Linked DNA regions of Mus musculus: regions 1, 2, 4 and 5 are each linked to region 3. Evidence: chromatin contacts called from public HiCAR-type, HiChIP or PLAC-seq and promoter capture Hi-C data. All regions are on one chromosome and are shown on one strand. Each heading gives the region's core, a stretch centred on a gene start, on an enhancer-like site or on the middle of the called end of the contact. The rest is flanking DNA. Distances are from core to core; before and after follow the strand shown.

Region 1 (3,859 bases), core at 373-2,872, 1.9 Mb after region 3:
TATCCACCACTAATTGTCATGGTGCTTTTTTTTTTTCCTGATGGTCTTATCCTGACAGACAATCACGGTGCAAACTGACCTCTTGCAGGTCCTGAGACAGCAACCACCTCCCTGGGGCCAGCCTTTCCTTCCTCCTGCAGGCCTCGGCTTTGCCACAGTTGCTCACCCGTGCCTAGCACTGCATGCATGCAAAGGGTCCCCCTCCTTCACTGTACTGATGATGTAGTGTGTATCTTGCACACCAAGAAACCCAAACCAAGGCAGGCCATTTTTCTGCTCGAAAGCCCAACACCTTCAAGAAATTCTTCTCTAAGATGCCCATGCCTTTCACCTTCCCCAAACTTCTTCCTTATCCCACTCTCAACAGAACAGAACAGAACAGAACAGCATGCAGGTCTCCATGTGCCCCCCCCCACTCATGCTTCTGTTCTCCCTGTCTCTGTCTGTCTCTCTGTCTGTCTGTCTCTCTCTTTCACCTTCTTAGAAATCCCTTTCCTCCCCTCCATCTGGCAGAGATGACAAGGTCTCCCATTATACTTTTTTTCTTACTCCAACTTCTTATACACACACACACACACACACACACACACACTCACACACATGCTCACACAGCAATGCAGAAACATCCGATGAATGGAAAGAACCTTTGAGCTAGACGTTAGGCAGGGTTCTCTCCACAATCTTCTACTAAGAGCCCTCCTTAGAAAGGGAAGAGGAAATAGAACCTAAAGGTTTAGGAGAATGGCGACTTTGAACTTAGCCCATGCCAACAGGGCAAGTCTCTAATTTTATCACTACAATCTATGCAAACATTATATATTCTATGCAGACTACAGAGCACCGTCTTGTCTTAATACTCAGTTATTATTGCCCTTAGTTCTTCAAATTGATCATCCGGAGAGATGTTCCTTAGGTGCTATCTTCTCACTTTTTCTTCATTAGCTGTCCTCTCGCCCCCTGCCGCCAGGACCCTAAACAAACCTGACAGCTGTGCAGACCCAGAAGAAACAGCTGTTTTTCCCGTCCCTGGGGGTCAGGAGCACAGTGGCAGCGAGGCGGGGTCTGGAGGCCCCTCCCCTCCCCCCGCCCGCCGCGGGGGCGGAGCGGCTCGGGTCCCGCCCGCGGGGGCGGAGAGGGAGCCTGGGCGCCGGGCAGTTCGGCTCGGCTGGTTCCGGGTTGAGAGGCTGCGCTGGACCGAAGCGGTGGCCGCTGAGCTGGTGCGGGTAAGGGGCCGCGCGGGGCCGGGATCTGCGGCCAGGGTCGGGCAGCTGAGTGGGCCGGCACCCCTCCTCTGCTCTGCCGGGCAAAGCCGCGGTGCGGCTGGGTCTGGCTGCTCTGTCCCGCAGAATTCCCCATCCCCAGCTCGACCCCCTCTCAAAGCTTTTCGGGTCCCGGGATTCCGCCCCTCTTCGGGATCTCCTCCTCGCAGCATCTATCCCTTGGGAGTGTCTGGTCCTCTAGATCCTCCTCGCCTGGAGCCCCTTCCTTGGGACGCCCTCGGCCTCTCTCCTCCAGCGCCCATCGCTGGTGGCCACCTAGGACCTCGAAACCGAGCTCCGGTGCTCGCATCCCGGGTGGCACCCACTCGGCACCGAGCCCTCGCGCCTCCGGCGTCGCAGACAGCTCCCCCCGCGCTCCCCGGCGCCTGTCGCCCGTGCCCCCGTGGGCCTGGCCCCCGGGTACCGCCCCCAATCGCGCCGCGCCGGCCGCCGGCCTCCCGGGCTCCGCTTCGCGCCGCCCCTGGCGCCATGGCGTGCAGCCTCAAGGACGAGCTGCTGTGCTCCATCTGCCTGAGCATCTACCAGGACCCGGTGAGCCTGGGCTGCGAGCACTACTTCTGCCGCCGCTGCATCACCGAGCACTGGGTGCGGCAGGAGGCTCAGGGCGCCCGCGACTGCCCGGAGTGCCGGCGCACGTTCGCCGAGCCCGCGCTCGCGCCCAGCCTCAAGCTGGCCAACATCGTGGAGCGCTACAGCGCCTTCCCGCTGGACGCCATCCTCAACGCGCGCCGAGCCGCGCGACCCTGCCAGGCTCACGACAAGGTCAAGCTCTTCTGCCTCACGGACCGCGCACTGCTCTGCTTCTTCTGTGATGAGCCCGCGCTGCACGAGCAACACCAGGTCACTGGCATCGACGATGCCTTCGAGGAGTTGCAGGTGCGAGGCGGACAGGCGGGGCTGTAGGTGGGGTCAGGGTTCCAATAGGGGCAAGGGCCACAGGCCGGCTTAATGCCAAAGGGGCGTGGCTCCTGTGAGGGGCGGGGCAGGGGCGGGTCCCTTGAGCATCACTGTGTCAAATGGGCTTGAGAGAGATCTGGATGGGAGACAGGTCGAGGTGGGATAGGATGATGGAGAGAGGAAGCTACAGCTGGACCAGATGCTGGCTGAGGCTGAGACAGAATGGGAGACAGCAGCTCCTTCTGGACTTTTGGGCAAAGGAAGGACCACTATCAAAGCTAACCTGGGAGTCGAAGTGGGGTGTGTGGGAGGGGTGAGCTACTCTAAATGCAGCTACAGAATTCTGGAATGTTTGGGGCATTGTGGGATGCGGCTTGCTGCTCCAGGTGTTCATTGAGATCTAGAGTGAGGCCTGGGCCTCGGTTGGATGATGAAAGTGAGAGTTAAGCTTAAGACGTGCAAATTGTTCAGAGGGCAGGTTTGGGTGCCAAGATTAGATCAAGGTATGTGAGGTGAGAGTCTAAGGTCGGCCTCAAGTTCAGATATGACAAGAACCTTTTTTTTAAAATTTAAACCAGAGTAGGGGCCAATTGAGAGTGGAACCAGGAATTAAAGATTCAAGATTTGGAGAATTAGACAAGATTTGGAGGAGGGGAAGACAAGCTTCTAGGAATTCCCAAGGCCTGGTGATGACCCCTCTTGTCTTCTACATCCGAATCTTTGAGTACTCAATTGGACATAGCCCTTAACTGCAGCTAGTCTCCCCTAAACCTTTCCGTTGTCATTGACAAGAGGGCAAGACCCTGGTCAGTGTGTTTAATACTCTAAGACCCCACCCAAACATTTTCCTTTCCTCAAGCTCCATTGTCGTGTGTGTGTGTGTGTGTGTGTGTGTGTGTGTGTTTGTATAGAGAGAAAGAAATATAGGTAGATACACGTGCTGAGAACTACATTTTCCTGGATGTCTTCTATCAATAAGATAGTATTGATATCAATAATCAATTATTTTATTGTCTGTGTGCAAGTATCTTGCCTGCATGTGCACCATGTGCATGCGCACCAAGAGGCCAGAGGAGGGCATCAGATCCTGTGGACCTGGAGTTACACACGATTGTGAGTCACCACCGTGGGTGCTGGGAATCAAACCCAGGCCCTCAGCAAGAGCTCTTAGCTGCTGAGGACGGTGATGTTGCCGCCTCAGGGGTGGGACTCTAAGGAGAAGCATTCCACGATCCGCTTTAATCGGATAATGCAGCATATCTTCCAAATCCTCCCCACTAGAGGATTCTCAGTAACACAGTCACCTGGTGGAATTCTGTTACACAATCTTGGTGGGAGGATACCCACTAAAGCCTATTTAATGATGCTCAAGCGTCTTTGACTTCTTTTCTCAAGCTGAGCAGTTTCAGCCCAGCCAGTCTCTTCCCTGGCTTTGGGATACCAGTCATAGACAATACCTCAAGGTAGCAACAGCTTTTTCCCTGGCATGTTTATTGTCCCCAAACTGGCACAGGCTTAGCCCACAGGACCTATCAATAAAACTTGAATGAATGAATGAATGAATGAATGACCAAACTTGGTCTAAGTTCACCCCAGCTGGAGGATTCCAAAGTGGAAGATGTTTTTCATATATATATAAAAAAAAAAGAATAAGAAATAGAGTCACTAACCTGTGAGTGGTG
Region 2 (3,672 bases), core at 17-2,516, 2.0 Mb after region 3:
TTACTTCCGCTTCCGGTCTTAAAAAGGACACAATAAACCCCTGCTTCCTTCAAGGCCACTAAGAGAACCCAACCAGATCAAGCTGGCTCCCATGAAAATCCAGGATGAGCAAGAAGTATGAATGTTAGTTTCTCTTTTTTCATTTGAATTTATTTCTTATTTTCTGTGTGTGAACATATATGTACGCGCAGATATGTGTACCACAGCACACATGTGGAGCTCGGTGGACAACCTGTGGGAGTTGGTTCTCTTCTTTCTTTCATTGGGGGTGGGGTCTTGTTAATCAAACGCAGGTCCTCAGAGTTTGGTGGCAAGTGTCTATACTAGCTGAGCCATCTGGCTAGCTGGTTAACATCATTTACCACTAGGGTGTAGAAAATGGTTGCACTGTGCCTGTGGGGCAAGAATGGTTTCCTAATCACACTTGCACTTACAGTTGAGAAAGGCTCCTTTGGGACAGGATGAAACTTTGACACACCTAAAAGCTGGCGACATCATTGCCTTGTTCAAGACAGGCTCATCTCTCTGGATAAAAACTGTCTTTCTGCTGACTTAAAAGTCAGGAAGGTTGTCTGTGTTCATATATGCATATGTGTTTTATTTTTACAGTCCTGGGGATTGAGCCCAAAACTTCTGTCTCTGTACTATAGCCAGCCCCAGCTATCTTCATTTTCATTTTGGGACAAGGTCTCATTAAACTGCCCAGGCTGGCCTTGAATTCACCGTCGTGGCCTTGACAAGCTTTAAATGTGATCTTCCCAAATAGCCAAAGTTATGGTGCTGTTCAATGGGGGTGTTCTGGAGGGAGAGGGTGTCAGATTACAAACTTGTTGGAATTTACTTAACCAATCTTATTATTAGACATCAACATCTTTGTCAGGAACTCATTACATATTCCTTGTTTCTGCCTTTGAATTCTTGGAAGTGGAATTACTGGTCCAAAGGTTACGTTATTGCCAATTTGTTTCCTGGGAGTGATTTTACCCACTTACACTCTCACAGGCAATTTTACGGGGCTCAAACAGAGACTCTGGAGTTATTAACTGTCAAAGGCCAAACTAGAACTTCACCCGCTCCAGGCTTCCTTCTCGTTTTTCCCGCCCACTCCATACACCAGCCGAGAGCCGCACGCGCTCTGTTGCCCCAGCTCTTCCCAGGCTGGCCCGCCTCTTCCTCGTTCCCAATTCTGCCCAATCGGAAACAGAATTTTCTTAGTCTCGTCGTACGATTGGTAAATGAAAGTGCCCGTCAAGTTCGGGGGCGGGTAGAGAGGGTTGACGGATGCGGCGAGCGACCAGTGTGAGCCCGGAGTAGGATGTACGCTGGCCTGGAAGCGCTAGACCTGTGAGGTGTGCGGCTGGCTGTTGGAGTGAAGCTTTGGAAGACATGGCTCCCAACGTGTTGGCTTCCGAACCGGAGATTCCGAAGGGCATCCGGGCCGTGTTGCTGGGGCCGCCCGGGGCTGGCAAGGGGACGCAGGTGAGTGTCGGTTCCGTGTCGGGCGGTGGAGCCCGAGAAGCTACAAGGTCAGGGCGGTCGGAGAGCCGGAAGCTCCTTTCCCGCCCCGGAGCTGGGTGGTGAGCCCTGGCCTGCAGGGACCCTCGCGGGGTCTCCAGTTGTGGCGCGGTGTTTAGGGGAGGGTCCCAGTCGCAGTAAGGGGGAGGCTGGGTGGAGGTTCTTGGGGGAACCCAGGATCGTGTTAGGGCATCCAGGGACTGTTACTTGAAAATTGTGAAAGGCAGGGCGATCCCCCAGGCTGAAGCTCTGGATCACAGGCCCGAATGGGAGAAAGCTTTGTGACCAAGTCGCCCTCGGAGTTGAGAGCGTATTGCCCTGAGTCAGGGATAATTTCTAGGCATAAGGGGGTGAAACTTTTAATTTTTTTAATGGCTAATGATTAGGGGTACTAAGAAGTCTCCACGTGGGGCAGAGTGGTTACTGGTGTATGCCTATCGAGGCGTTCTGCCAAGAGTGAGGCATGAGCCGCGGGAGCCACCAGTGTTGTTGGGGGTGGGGGGATGGGAGAAAACCTTTCCAGCTGGCCAGAAAACTGGAGGTGAATGTATAGATTCGGTTCATAAGCCACGGGCATCATGGGGGGTTGTGAGTGGGGCAGGGAGTGCTCATGGAGCAGCATGAGATGGCTCTGATGGTTGTAATTGAGCAATTGAGGGCCGCTAACGTGCTAGATCAACAGGTAAGAAAACAGGTGTAGAGGTCCAGTGACTTTTCAAAGTTAGTGAAATCGGTTTCACAGAGGCCTCAAGGATTGCCTTCTGCCCCACTGCAGAGCCTCCCTTGCTTGGCATCTGGGCCATAGATCAGGGCTGGGATTTATGCTGGCACGTAGGGCTTGGAAGCTCATATGGTGGGCCGTTGGTGTCACTTTCTTGCCCAGCCTTTGGCCACAACCACCCACCCCTCAACTCTACCTCCCCATCAGACCCCAAGCTTTGATGATCACTATGCTCTAAAGAGGGAATTCTTTCAAGGTTGCGTTCCCAAGCAAATGAGTGCTGTCCTCCCTCTTCACAGCACTGCTGAGTTTATTGTTATGTTTTTAAAGATACCTCCCCTCTGTCTCCCTCCGTCTCCCTCCCTCCTTCTCTCTCTCTCTGTCACACATAAGGTGGGAGAGTGTGTGTGTGTGTGTGTGTGTGCGCAGGGACGTAGAGAAAGAGTGTGTGGGGACATGCGTGCCGTGATGCATACGTGGAGGTCAGAGTGCAACTTGCTGGAATCATTTTCTTTTTTCTACCATGTGGAGCCCAGGGATCGAACTCGGACCGTCAGACTTGACGGCAAGCTACTTTACCTGTGAACCCATGTCACCTGTGTACCTATGTCACCTGTGTACCCACGTCACCTGTTCTGTTTGCCAAGTTCTCAGTATTTTGGCAAGCAGATCAGCATCTCGGGCTGTACAGTCTACGTATATGTGTGTATATCTGTGCATGTAGAACGCTATGTATGTAACTTCTCAGTGTTTCTACCTAGAAAATGTAAAGCTTACAAAGACATTGGAAGATGATGGCTTTTATATTGAGAGCACCCACACATTCCTAGCTGGTGGCAGGGCGCGTGACAGCTGTGAACGCTGACCACTCAGTGGCATCTCTCTCTGCCCCCAGCTCAGGTGTAGTGCAGCAGCATGAAGCTGATTCATTCAGATCTGGGAGGACCATGTGCCGTGGGCTCATGGAAGGCAGTGCGAGAATCATGGAAGTTGGTCCAAGACGGCTTTGTGCAATGATTAGAAGTTTGGCTTGAAGGATGAATATGGATGCTCATGTCTGTCTGTAGTCCCAGTGACTTAGGCAGGAGGAGACTAAAGTCAAATTTGATGATAGCCCAGCTAAAGTTTAAAGGCTGGCCTGGCTACAGAGTGAGACCCTGTATCTGAGAACACAAAACTAAGAGCTGGGACTTCAGAAAATACAGGGCACTCGCTTAACCTCCGTCCGCTTCCCTTTCCTTATCAGGAGCCATAAAAACACCGGTAGTTGTAGCTTCGTAGTGCGGAACAAAAGTTCACACAAAGCCCACAGAGTGGTAGCCTAGAAGAACGCTCTGCCTGGACACACCCCACACACAAACTCTCCATTGTAAGTTTTAAATACACAGAAGAGGCTAGGCACAAGCTTAGCTACTGTGGGAGCCTCACAGGTTCAA
Region 3 (3,632 bases), core at 514-3,013:
GTGGGTCTGAGTGACTGAACTCAAACTGTCAAGCTGGTAGCCGGACCTGTATGTGATGAACCAACCATCCTCCTGGCTCAACACTATTGGGGTTGGGAAATCTGAAGGAAAAGAGATGCTGCCAGCTGCTTGTTTTCATACCAGTACTTATTGATACCTAAATATCATAAAACAAAAGAAAACAACAACAAAACATTAGTGTTGTGGGCTGAGAGTTGAATCTAGGGCCTCAAGCCCTTTATGACTGAGTTATGGCCTCAGCCATGCATAAACATTTTTTTTTTTCAACAGTGTTTCACTATGTATCTTTCTTGCTGGCCTGAAACTCACTGTGTAGACCAGGCTGGCCTAGAACTCAAGAGATATGACTGCTTCTACCACATGCCTGATGGGATCAAAGGCATGCACCAGCCCCATCCCGGTTAAAACCCAATGTTCATGAAGCTTTAAAGGGAGGGAATAAAAAGGAAATCTCGGCTGACCTGGTGGATGCATGCTTTTAGTCCCAGCACCTGGGAGGCAGAGGCAGGTGGAGGGCTGAGTTTGAGGCCAGTCTGGTCTACAGAAGTAGTTCTAGGACAGCCAGGGCTATGCAGAGTAACCCCGTCTTGAACAAAATCAAAAACAATTTCCTCTCCCATGATTTGTGCTTGTAAATTGTTACTGTACACACACATGGAGTCACATCTACCTCATTTACCCTTCTGCTGGAGAATAAAGTGAGTCTTCTGCATGTCACACAAGCCAGAACCCCAAAGGCTGTGTCCTCAGCTCTCTCCATACTTTTCCCTCTTGGACAAAGACTGCATTCACTCAAACCTAATGGCAAATTTTATAGTATTACAACAAACGTGTTGCTATGAAATAATGTTTTTTTTTTTCCCTTTTTTTTTTTTTTTTTTTTTTTTTTTTGGTTTTTCAAGACAGGGTTTCTCTGTATAGCCCTGGCTGTCCTGGAACTCACACCCGGCTTCCTTTTTCTTAAATCTTTACTTTTATTTATTCATTAATTTTTTTGGAGGCAGGGTTTCTTTGTGCAGTCCTGGCTGTCCTGGAATTTACTATGCAGCCCAGGCTGGCTTTGAACTTGGAGTCCTTTCTGCTTCCAGAGTGCTAGGATTAAAGGCATATGCCAAAACAACCGGGGCTTCTATTTTATTTTATTATTTTTATTTTATTACGTTTCATGTAGCCCAAGCTGGTTTTGAACTCAATGTAATTGATAATGTAAAGATAAACTTGCAGTCCTGATTACTAGTGCCTCCTCCTCCCAAATTTTGGGCTCACGTGTTTGCCAATCTGCTAGCCTTTGATAGGGTTTCAATAAAAGTAAAACCGTTGAGATTAAACTCTGTGAAATTGACTCTAACTTCATTGGCGTAGGAATAAGAGACAGCACAAGTTCAATTTATAACCTTGAACCCAGCGAAGATGTTAGCCAAGAATAGCGGACTACTCATAAGAGGAAAGAAAATAGCCTTTCAGCGCTATCAGGAGCTGATAGGGCCCTGGATATTTAATTTCACGCGAAAGTTGCAGGGCATGCCCATTCAAATTTCTTCCAACAAATCACAAAGGCGTATAGACACTTTCTTATCCGTTTATTGGTCAAATGGAAATCCCAGCCCTCCCTACCTCCCGCCTCTCACTAGGGAGCCAATTGGAAAAACTTAGGTTTCATCATCAAGTACTGTACTTGCTATTGGCTGTCCGAGCTGTCAATCTAGGGAAGGCGGGCCAGGCCGAACTGTCCTATTTAAGAAGAGGACAAAGGCGGCGCGCAGCTTGTGTCGTCCGCCATTTTGTGCTCAGCAAGGTGGCAACCACGTTCCCTGAGCGACTTCTCCGCTTCTGCCTCGACCGCCCCTTGACTACAGCTATGTCTCGGGATCGGTTCCGGAGTCGCGGTGGCGGCGGTGGAGGCTTTCACCGGCGTGGAGGAGGTGGCGGCCGCGGCGGCCTTCACGACTTCCGCTCTCCGCCGCCGGGCATGGGCCTCAACCAGAACCGCGGCCCCATGGGCCCGGGCCCTGGCGGCCCGAAGCCGCCGCTCCCGCCTCCACCTCCTCACCAGCAGCAGCAGCAGCCGCCGCCGCAGCAGCCTCCGCCGCAGCAGCCGCCGCCGCACCAGCAGCCGCCGCCGCACCAGCCGCCCCATCAACAGCCCCCGCCTCCGCCGCAGGAATCCAAGCCCGTCGTCCCCCAAGGCCCCGGCTCGGCGCCGGGGGTGAGCAGTGCGCCTCCGCCGGCGGTCTCGGCTCCGCCCGCCAACCCCCCGACCACCGGCGCCCCTCCGGGCCCTGGTCCAACCCCGACTCCGCCGCCCGCCGTCCCCTCCACCGCCCCCGGACCGCCTCCCCCATCGACGCCGAGCAGCGGAGTCTCGACCACCCCTCCACAGACCGGCGGCCCTCCGCCACCGCCCGCCGGGGGCGCCGGGCCGGGGCCTAAGCCGGGGCCAGGCCCTGGCGGTCCAAAAGGCGGCAAGATGCCCGGTGGGCCTAAGCCTGGAGGTGGCCCGGGCATGGGCGCTCCTGGTGGCCACCCGAAGCCACCACACCGAGGTGGCGGCGAGCCCCGTGGGGGCCGGCAGCATCATGCGCCCTACCACCAGCAGCACCACCAGGGGCCCCCTCCCGGCGGACCGGGACCGCGCACGGAGGAGAAGATCTCCGACTCGGAGGTGAGCGGGTTCTCGAGCAAAGCCGTCCGTTTCCCTAAGATGGCGGCGCCTGCCTACCCTCGGCGTTTTTTTTTCCTCTTCCCCCCCGCCCGCAGCCTAGAGGGCCTCCATTTTGTCCCCTGCCGGAAGCGCTCCTGCGCATGCTTGCGCAGGCGGGGCGGACGCGCGGCGGGCTGTGGAGGCCGCTAGGGATTGGCTTCCAGCGGGAGGGCATCCTCACGTCTTGGCGGTAATCCGCTAGAGGCTAGCGGTCCGGTCCCTTGGGACCCAACTAGTGCACGTCGGAGGCCTCTGTTTGGGAGAAAACAGGGCAACTTGGTGCTGTCTTCCTAGTCTGCATTTAGAGCTATTTGTTGACGTCAGAGGTGTATTGATTGGCGTTTGCTGATAAAGAGGCGATGTGTTTCAAAGCATTTTGTATACTCTGCTTCATATGGATTAGAGTTAGTGATCCTGTTGGATCCCCAAATATGGTTCAACCTGCTAGCCCTCATGGGAAAAAAGGGAGATCGTTAACGAATGCACGATGGCCTACTTTGGGACCACTAGACTTTTCCTGCTTTGGTGTATGAATTCCGTCCGATTTCTTTATTAGGGATTTAAAGCCAACTTGTCTCTCTTGCGGAGGCCTGGAGAAAAAACTTACACACAGCGCTGTCGGTTGTTTGTGGGGAATCTACCTGCTGATATCACAGAGGATGAATTCAAAAGACTGTTTGCTAAATACGGAGAACCCGGAGAAGTTTTTATCAACAAAGGCAAAGGGTTCGGGTTCATTAAGCTTGTGAGTGTAATTTTTTTCCCTTTTGTGAAAGTTTTTAGGCATGCTTTTAAATGGGAAGAATTAACGAGCCTTTAAGTTTTTTTCATCAATAGAAATCAGAATAGTGTGCATTGGGGCAGGACCTCAAAGACAGACCTTTAGCCCTCGGGGTGTTGGGAGGAGGCT
Region 4 (3,686 bases), core at 859-3,358, 1.6 Mb after region 3:
CTTTGGTGCTATGGCTGTGTAGGAGCATGAGTAATTTGACCTTCTATGGAGAAGAGCAGGGCAGAGGCTGTTTAGCCCTGGGGCTGCCTGTATCAACAATGCCCAGTCCCTAGGCCACTTCCTGAACACTCCTTGTGCCTGGGCTTTGAGACCCTTTAAGCACAAAGAGCTCATTTCCTGTGGCCAGGAAAGACGGCACCAGTTCCTGAGGACAGCTCATCTCCCTCATTAAGGCCCTCATAAAACTGCTTCAAGGGCCCTGACTAATGGCTGCTCTCGGCTTGCCAAGCTCCTCTTGGACAAGGAGCCACTCCGGTAATTTGGTGCTAGGAGATGTGCAAGAGAGACCAGGTCCTTTGAGCCCAGGAATTATTTATGGTCCTGAGAAAAGAGAATGACATTTGCAGAGATAACAAGCCTCCACCAGCACAACAGGCTGTTTAATGTGCCACAGGGGATGACAGGCAACTTCTGTGTCCCACTGCCAGGAAGGGAGGAGAGATCTGAGCACGTGGGTTGTGTATCTCATGGGAGATCCTGGGCCAGATGTGGAAATGACCACAGTTAGCAAGGATGGGGTCTTACCCACGGGACCAGGCCTATATTACATATCTTTTATACATTAATTCTTTAATGGCTCTTACCCACTGGACCAGGCCTGTGTAACTAATACATTAGTTCTTTAATGCTTCCAACATTCCTATCCTGTCTTATTGGTGAAGAAACTGAGGCACAAACAGATTATAGAACTTGCCATAGATCACACGGCTGATGAATGGCTAAGCAGAATGTTAACCCAAGTAGGTTTGCCTCTCTGTCTGTGCTCTTAAGTCGCAGTTTAGAAGGAAATTGGATTTTAAGTCAGTCTGGTGGGAAGAAATATTTATATATTTTAAATGATCTTAAAGTGTCTAGATAGTTCATTTAAACCACAGGGCCTAATCCAGTAATCCGTCCATGCTACATTAAAATCAGTGAACCACTGAACTAAACAAGTCCATGGGAGTGCTTGTCCCTTTAAGTGAATTACCAGATCAACAGAGATGAAGGCAGAGAGACAGAATCCTAGAGTCCCCTACCAACTGGGTGACTTTATGTTTTGTGACTTCAACACTTGCCACTTGTCACGGAATATATTTCAATCTTGAGTGACAGTCCTATTAGGGAAGGTGTTCTTATGCCTAAACCTAAGTTCAATGAGCCTGGTATAATGAGGTGCCTTTAGAATATAGCTTTGGAGTAGGATAAGCCAGGATTGGAATCTAAATGTGTGAAGTACTGGAGGAATAAGTATGGACATTTCCTTGCCCAGCTTCGATGGTTCAGTGTCTGGATCAGTAAAGTGGCCATAGCAACAGTGCAATTAAGAGTGGATGTAAAATTTTTTGATAGCTTGAGCACACATGGATTGAATGATTAACTATAGGCTCCTAACAGCTGTTTGGCCCAGGCCTCATCTGTAATATGTGTACCGGGTTTATGCCTCAGAAGGACATTGTCGGGCAGTGCAAAGGTGCTCCACTGCTGATGTATGAAATTTCTTTCGACTGTTTGTATACAGTCTTCCCCTCCACCGCTTGGAATTGTGAAGAACGCAGGAGAGCCCTGGGCCTGATGTTCTCACATTTCCACTTTACAATGTAGTGTGGTGGTTGTGTGACTTTGGGTGTGTGGCTGAGCCTCTCTGAGCATAAACTCGCCCCAGTATCAAATTAAGTTTATGATATGTACTTCCTAAAGCTACCAGAGAGTTAGCTGCAGAAAAGTGTGAGGCACGTGGTTTAAGTGTTCAGAGCCTTTCCGGAATCTGAATTTCCCTGTCTAGACCAATTTGAGGTGCTCTCCATATGCAGAATAGGAAAAGTACCCGGAGTCCCAGTGCGGAGTTCAGGTAGAGGAGATGCTCCAAAGGGATGGCAAGGCTCCAGAGCCTGCGCCCCCTCCTCCGCCCTCCCCTCCGTTGCCATGGCCACCGGTTCAGTCCCAGAGCAGCACCAAGGCGTGTTCAATTCAATCTCCGCCTTCTCCGAGTGACGATTGGCTGGAGTGGGCACGTGACACTCTCCGGTATGCTAATACATGGTAATCGCCCCCCAGGCCCCTCCTCCGCGGGCCACAGCTGGGCAGCCAGCAGGGTGCGCGGCGGAGAGCCGAGGGGGCGGGCTGAGGGGCGGCCCCGGGAGAGCGCGGCCAGGTGGAGGAGGAGCGCGGAGGCCACCGCAGGTAACGGGCGGGCGCGTGCGCGCTGGGGCCGGCTGGCGGCGGCGGGGCGGCGCGCGGGGGACACCCGGCGTCGCGCGGCGGGTTTAACCCTTTGGGCACCCAGCTGTCACGGTGCGGCGAGAGGGCCCTGCGGCGCAAGGCTGGGCAGCGCGGTGGACACCGGTTCACCGCCGACGCGGACCCGGCCGCGATGAGGACCGCGGCGATCTCTGGAGTCAGGGTTTGCGGGAGGCAGTAGGAGAGCCGCTGAAGTCCCTGCAGTCGCGTGATCTCGGGGGCGCGTGGCCTTCTTACATGGAGAGGCCCGCCCCTGCGGCCCGTGTCCTCTGGGGGACTGTGGAGACACCGGGGTCCGGCCTCCCCACCGCGCGCCTGCTCTTCCGTGGCCTGACAGCCCAGCCACAGGCACTTTAGATACCGAGTTAAGCCTGGTGGGGGTTGCTGGGCATCGAAGGCGAGATCGAGATGGTGCGTTGGGGAGCAAACTGTGGTTGTTGTTACTGGAAGAAAAGAGCTCTCTCCTTAAGCAAAGCAGGTCCCACGGTAGAGAAGGAGGGGTGCCCAAGGTAGGCACTGCCCCCTGTTTTCTGACCTGACAACCGTGGGGAACAGACCTTGGGCACTAGAGTATGTTGTCGTGTCCAGAGGAAGCTCCTGTTTTGCTTTAGTTTCTGGCGTATTCTTTTAATGGCTAGGTTTAAATCAACTTCCTCCTCCATCTCCGCGCCTAGGTCTGCTACAGAAATGTTGTCTTCTAATTACCCCTTCCCCCAATTCACTAAGACTGGTGGCCGCATTAGGCTCGTGGTGTAATTTAGCCTTCGCCACAATAGAAATGCTAGCACGGAGCTGTGCTGCTAATATCAAGCCAGCCCCAGGAGGTTTAGTGTGGAGGGGAAATGCTCCAGTCTCTGGGGTATGAAAAGCAGACTAATGTGCTCTCATGGTCGGAGCTTACTTTATGAGTCTCAAATCGTTTCTTCACAACAAGGGGAAACGTGCTTCCACATGAAAAGTCCCAGCGACCAAACCTAGGTTTGCAAATCAAATGCGAATTGTACTTGCAGGTTGCGTATTTATCAACACAACGACAAACACTTGGTATAAACCAGGCACGCTGTTGTGTCTAGAGGATGCTACACTGACTAAGATAATTAGCCCTTGTCCTCAGAGAGGTGGTGGAAGAGACAAACTGTTAGCCAAAGTGATAGCAGAAGAACAGATGCAAGAATGGATCTGTTAAATGTATGCAACGTCAAAGAAGGCTTCCCAGAGAGCATACTTCAGCAAAGTGTTGAAGGATGAATAGGAGTTTGTTGCAAAGGTTAGGGAGGACATTGAAACAGAAGGCTCAGTGAGTGGTGTGACTAAGGAAAATTCTCTCAGGTGAATAGCTTCCCCCGCCCCTTCTTTTTATTTGGGAATTGGCTTTATACTGCAATCCTGCCTCCTTTACTGTGTGA
Region 5 (4,035 bases), core at 750-3,249, 1.9 Mb after region 3:
ACAAAAGGCAGATACCGTGGCGTACAGCCCACTGCCAATGTCATGCAAGTGCTCTTCCCACTTGCAAGCCATGCCTGATCCTCACAGACATGGTTGAGGCTGTGGTAAACCCTTCCTGGGACTCATTTTCCTCTTCCTGCAACTTCTTTTTTTTTTTTTTAATGGATACCCATTCGGTGTTGTCCAACATAATAATTGAGGCAGAGGCCAAAGACCTTGAAAGGGCTTGGATCTGGAGAGAAACCGCCCTTAAGTAGTTACAAGTCCCTTTAATAAATGCTATATGGGACTCTACAGAATAAGTGAGTGGCCCTGGAGGCAGAGAATACAGAGCCAGCCAGAAGCAAATCAGGAAAAAGGCAACCGTAGAGGGAGGGAACCCTGAAGACAAGCCCAGCAAAGGCCCAGTGAAACAGCACCTCACATACACAGCGACTCTGCTCTAACTGAGCAGAGCGCAAGCCTGAGCATGAAGCCGGAAGTGCGGCTGGGGGTCCTGGGGCAGTGGGGAGCTGTTGTGGGATTCTGTTCCGGAGACTTGCAGCAGGTGGGAGAAACAGGAGAAGGTCCTGGGGGCTTCGGAGAGAAGAGGACCAACCACAAGGGAGGTTCTCCCGTGAAGTTCCTGGAGCTGGGTATGCCTGAGTGTAGAAGGGGAGAGCGCAAAAGGCAGGTACTCCGAAGTTCCCACCTGGAGTGCTGGGGAGACCGTGAAGGTGGAGATACTGTTCTTTTCTCAAGTCAGGAAACACAGGGAGGGCAGATGTGGGGGCAAGGACCAAGAATTGGAGATAAAGGGGACAATCTAGTAAATATCAAGTAAACAAATACCAATACCGAGAGAATGGGAGGTCTCCTACAGAGAAGAGGACAGGCAACCAACCCACACCCATTTCCATCCCCTCACCGAGGTGGCCTGGGAGGCCCCCAGAGTGAGCTCCTCCAGCAGATCCCGGGTGCTGAAGCCCTCCTCCACCATCACAAAGTCCGATTCACTCAGATAGCCAGCCATGCTGAGCAGGAGGAGCCCAGGGGCTGGAGGAAACCGCTGCCTTGGAGCACCGCTGGCTGCCTTGGCCACCGCCTTAGAAAGTATGCAACACACTGTGGGGAGAGGGAGATGGAGGAAACCGCTGGGGAACAGGCTGCATCCCTCACCTCCCCAGGCCTACGGTCCCTGCCCAGTCATGTTCTGTGCCCTTGCCCAAGCCTGAGAAGCCGAGGTTCGCTGGGAATGGTGAAGTTATGTCTGCTAGAGCCTCAATTACCCCCATCTGTTAAATGGGATTGGTTTGGAGTTCTTTTCCAGTTCTGAAATTTGAAATTGGAAGAAAAAAAATGTGGGGACAGATCTGAGAAACCTAGTTGGGGAAGTCTCCTTCCAATTGAAGGATTTCTCCAGTCCAGACTACACCTACCTAAAGGGCCAAAAAAAAAAAAAACAAAACCCGTGAGCTTGAGTTCGAGTCGGCTCTCTGCTTCATGACCTTGGGTCAGTTTCCCCATTTATAAAAGGTTGGTCCTGACACACTAAGAATGCTCTATGAGCCACGGGTGGGTTCTGTCCGCGGGACGGCTCTCTCAAGTGCAGGGCGGGGGTCCCGCACCCCAACCCCAGGCCTCCTTACCAAGCCCCGTCCTCCTTCGCGGGGGCCAGAGCCAGGCGCGCTGCTAGGGGGGGTCGCCGGTGACCTCGAAACTTGTGCAACACCCCGAGGAGGAGTGGCAATTGCGGAGCCGAGGCCCCTGCTGAGAGGAGGCAAGGGGGGCCGGGGGAAGGGTCAGCGCCCAAAGCCGAGGACGCCCGCTCCCCGAGGCTCCCCCCCAGCCATCTCCTGCACTCGCCTTAAAACGCATTTACACGGCTTCGGCCCATAGGTCTCCCCAGCGAGTGAATCGGATCCTCGGCGCCTCCGCTCGCTCGCTCCCCCCGGCTCCGGCCCCGCGGCCTGCGCCCCGCGCGCCCAGCAGCCACCGACCCCACGCCCCGCCTTGCGCCCGCCGCTCGCTTATATAAGCCCCGCCCTAGCCCCGCCCCGGTGCCCTGGCCCCGCCCCTGCCTGCTCCGTAGCCAGGGCAACCGGGTGCCGCCAGCCCATTGGTCGATTCGGACATAAAGCATTCAGCCCTGCGAGGCTGCTCCGCAAAGCTGCGCAGCTAAGCAAGCTGGCTGACTGATGTCCGCGGAGGTCCACGCGGGGAAATCCTTCGAATCCTAGGCGTCTACGTGGTCTGAGCCGCAGATCCTGCGTCCTGCGTCTCAAAAAGTGACTCCGGAAAACTTTTCTGTCCCTGGCTGAAGTCGATGGCCCCCTGCTCCTCCCCTGGTGAAGTTCTGGCTCCGCCCTTGGAGCCCAAACCTCTCCTGTCTTATTTTGTAATATGACCTTTTACTTAATCGCCTCTTCTAGGCATTTTAAACTCCCAACTCAAATGCCAGCTAAAATGTATTCAAATAGAATTTTTGTGGCTTCACGAGCTCGGGGTGATGCCTTCATTCTCAGAATCCACAAGACTCTGGTGAAATGTGGCTTCGACTCAAAGCATGTCTCCTCTTCTATACACAAATCCCTGTTCATCCATCAGAGTCCAGTGTAATATCTTCCTCTATCGGACCATCCCTGGCCCCGAAACGCAATGGGACTCACAGTCCTTGTCTCTGTCTGACCCCTCCCCTCCTTCCCTTGAGCCTTAATATCAGTTGCTGAGATACCCGCACCTGCTTTCCTTTTTTTTTTTTTTGCCTGATAAAACATCTCAGCTTTGTGCACTCCAAGGGCAGGGACTGAGAGCCGGGCTCCTTGGAGTGCTTAGCATGCGCAGGGTGTTGCTCAGAAGCTAATTCAAGAGTTCTCCGGGTAGAAGTCCGAATGCTGCTTGTCTCTGCGCATGTGGCTGCTGACTGGGAAGAGACAGAATGGAACCTTTCCGGTGCTTGGTAATGGTTACAGGTGTGTGTGTGTGTGTGTGTGTGTGTGTGTGTGTGTGTGCGCGCGCGCGCTCCTTGAGTTATACACATATGATTAATGCCCTGTTGTACCTGTTATGTATACTACGTTAAGAGTTTGCAAGTTTTAGCCGGATGTGGTGGCGCACGCCTTTAATCCCAGCACTTGGGAGGCAGAGGCAGGCGGATTTCTGAGTTCGAGGTCAGCCTTGTCTACAAAGTGAGTTCCAGGACAGCCAGGGCTATACAGAGAAACCCTGTCTCGGAAAAAAAAAAAAAAAAAAAAAAAGAGTTTACAAGTTTTAAGCCAGGCATGGTGGCCCATAGCTTTAATCCCAGCAAATCTCTTAGTTCGAAGCCAGCCTATTCTACACAGAGATCTACTACCAGAGCTACACAGAGAAATCCTGTCTCAAAAAAACAAGAAAAAAAATTACAAATTTTAAGAAAACCCTTGGTAGGGTTGGAGAGATGGCTCAGAGGTTAAGAGCACTTGTTGCTCTTTCGAAGGACCAGGTTCAATTCCTAGAACCCACGTGGGAACTCCACCTAATTCCACACCCTCATCTGACTCCCCTGATCACCAGGCACAAATGTGGTACACATATGCATGCAAGTGAAACATTCATACACATAAATCTTTTAAAAAATAAAGAAGGAAAGGAGAGCCCTTGGCATATAATAAGTACCTCATAAATGCTACTGACTTGCCAAGAATATCCCAAGTTTTATTTGGTAGAAATCTATAGAGTCTCACTTAATTAAACTGCCTTTTAATTATTGCTTGAAGTATGTCTGGGGGTGAGAATGTAGCTCAGTTAACAGAGAGCATCCTGGCATGCACCAACTAAACAGGATATGTTGGTATTGTCTATAATCACAGCATTCAGGAGTAAGAGTGGAGACAGGAGGCTTGGAAGTGTAAGGTCATCCTTGGCTACAAGGGGAGTTCAGAGCCAGCCTGGGCTACAGGGGACCTTGTCTTAAGAAAGAAAGAAACAAAACAAAGCCACTAACCCATCTGTAACATCTCCTGAAGAACAGCCAAGATGTTCTTAGAGAAAAGCAAGTCATTTCGTAAAGCCTTA

The links. Promoter capture Hi-C pulls out the DNA fragments that hold promoters and counts their contacts. HiCAR-type assays count read pairs that join an accessible place to other places. HiChIP or PLAC-seq counts read pairs in DNA pulled down with a chosen protein or histone mark.
Region 1: a contact with region 3 is called in a promoter capture Hi-C map of liver, with 4 times the contacts expected there. The contact joins the promoter of Trim62 here to the promoter of Sfpq in region 3. A contact is called at or near these places in 1 of 39 promoter capture datasets (liver) and 2 of 115 datasets of contacts at active chromatin or transcription factors (embryonic stem cells and pancreatic cancer cells).
Region 2: a contact with region 3 is called in a promoter capture Hi-C map of pre-B cells, with 3 times the contacts expected there. The contact joins the promoter of Ak2 here to the promoter of Sfpq in region 3. A contact is called at or near these places in 5 of 39 promoter capture datasets (the 3T3-L1 cell line, the C10 cell line, hippocampal neurons and 2 more), 1 of 484 Hi-C or Micro-C datasets (B cells) and 2 of 115 datasets of contacts at active chromatin or transcription factors (embryonic forebrain and large pre-B cells).
Region 4: a contact with region 3 is called in a HiCAR-type map of astrocytes, with 4 times the contacts expected there. The contact joins the promoter of Phc2 here to the promoter of Sfpq in region 3. A contact is called at or near these places in 1 of 39 promoter capture datasets (hippocampal neurons) and 2 of 115 datasets of contacts at active chromatin or transcription factors (astrocytes and embryonic forebrain).
Region 5: an H3K4me3 HiChIP or PLAC-seq map of embryonic forebrain shows a contact between it and region 3, with 5 times the contacts expected there. The contact joins the promoter of Azin2 here to the promoter of Sfpq in region 3. A contact is called at or near these places in 1 of 39 promoter capture datasets (hippocampal neurons) and 3 of 115 datasets of contacts at active chromatin or transcription factors (astrocytes, embryonic forebrain and large pre-B cells).

The regions. Positions count from the first base shown.
Region 1 is chr4:128,882,422-128,886,280 of GRCm38.p6, forward strand. It overlaps Trim62 (tripartite motif-containing 62), which reads left to right and starts at 1,623. Exons shown (of 5, transcript NM_178110.3): 1 at 1,623-2,156. The coding sequence starts at 1,749.
Region 2 is chr4:128,991,958-128,995,629 of GRCm38.p6, forward strand. It overlaps Ak2 (adenylate kinase 2), which reads left to right and starts at 1,267. Exons shown (of 7, transcript NM_016895.4): 1 at 1,267-1,479. The coding sequence starts at 1,387.
Region 3 is chr4:127,019,538-127,023,169 of GRCm38.p6, forward strand. Sfpq (splicing factor proline/glutamine rich (polypyrimidine tract binding protein associated)) reads left to right here and starts at 1,764. Exons shown (of 10, transcript NM_023603.3): 1 at 1,764-2,683; 2 at 3,279-3,467. The coding sequence starts at 1,880.
Region 4 is chr4:128,652,594-128,656,279 of GRCm38.p6, forward strand. Phc2 (polyhomeotic 2) reads left to right here and starts at 2,109. Exons shown (of 15, transcript NM_001195130.1): 1 at 2,109-2,223.
Region 5 is chr4:128,960,456-128,964,490 of GRCm38.p6, forward strand. It overlaps Azin2 (antizyme inhibitor 2), which reads right to left and starts at 2,000. Exons shown (of 11, transcript NM_172875.4): 1 at 1,846-2,000; 2 at 1,629-1,749; 3 at 908-1,104. The coding sequence starts at 1,012.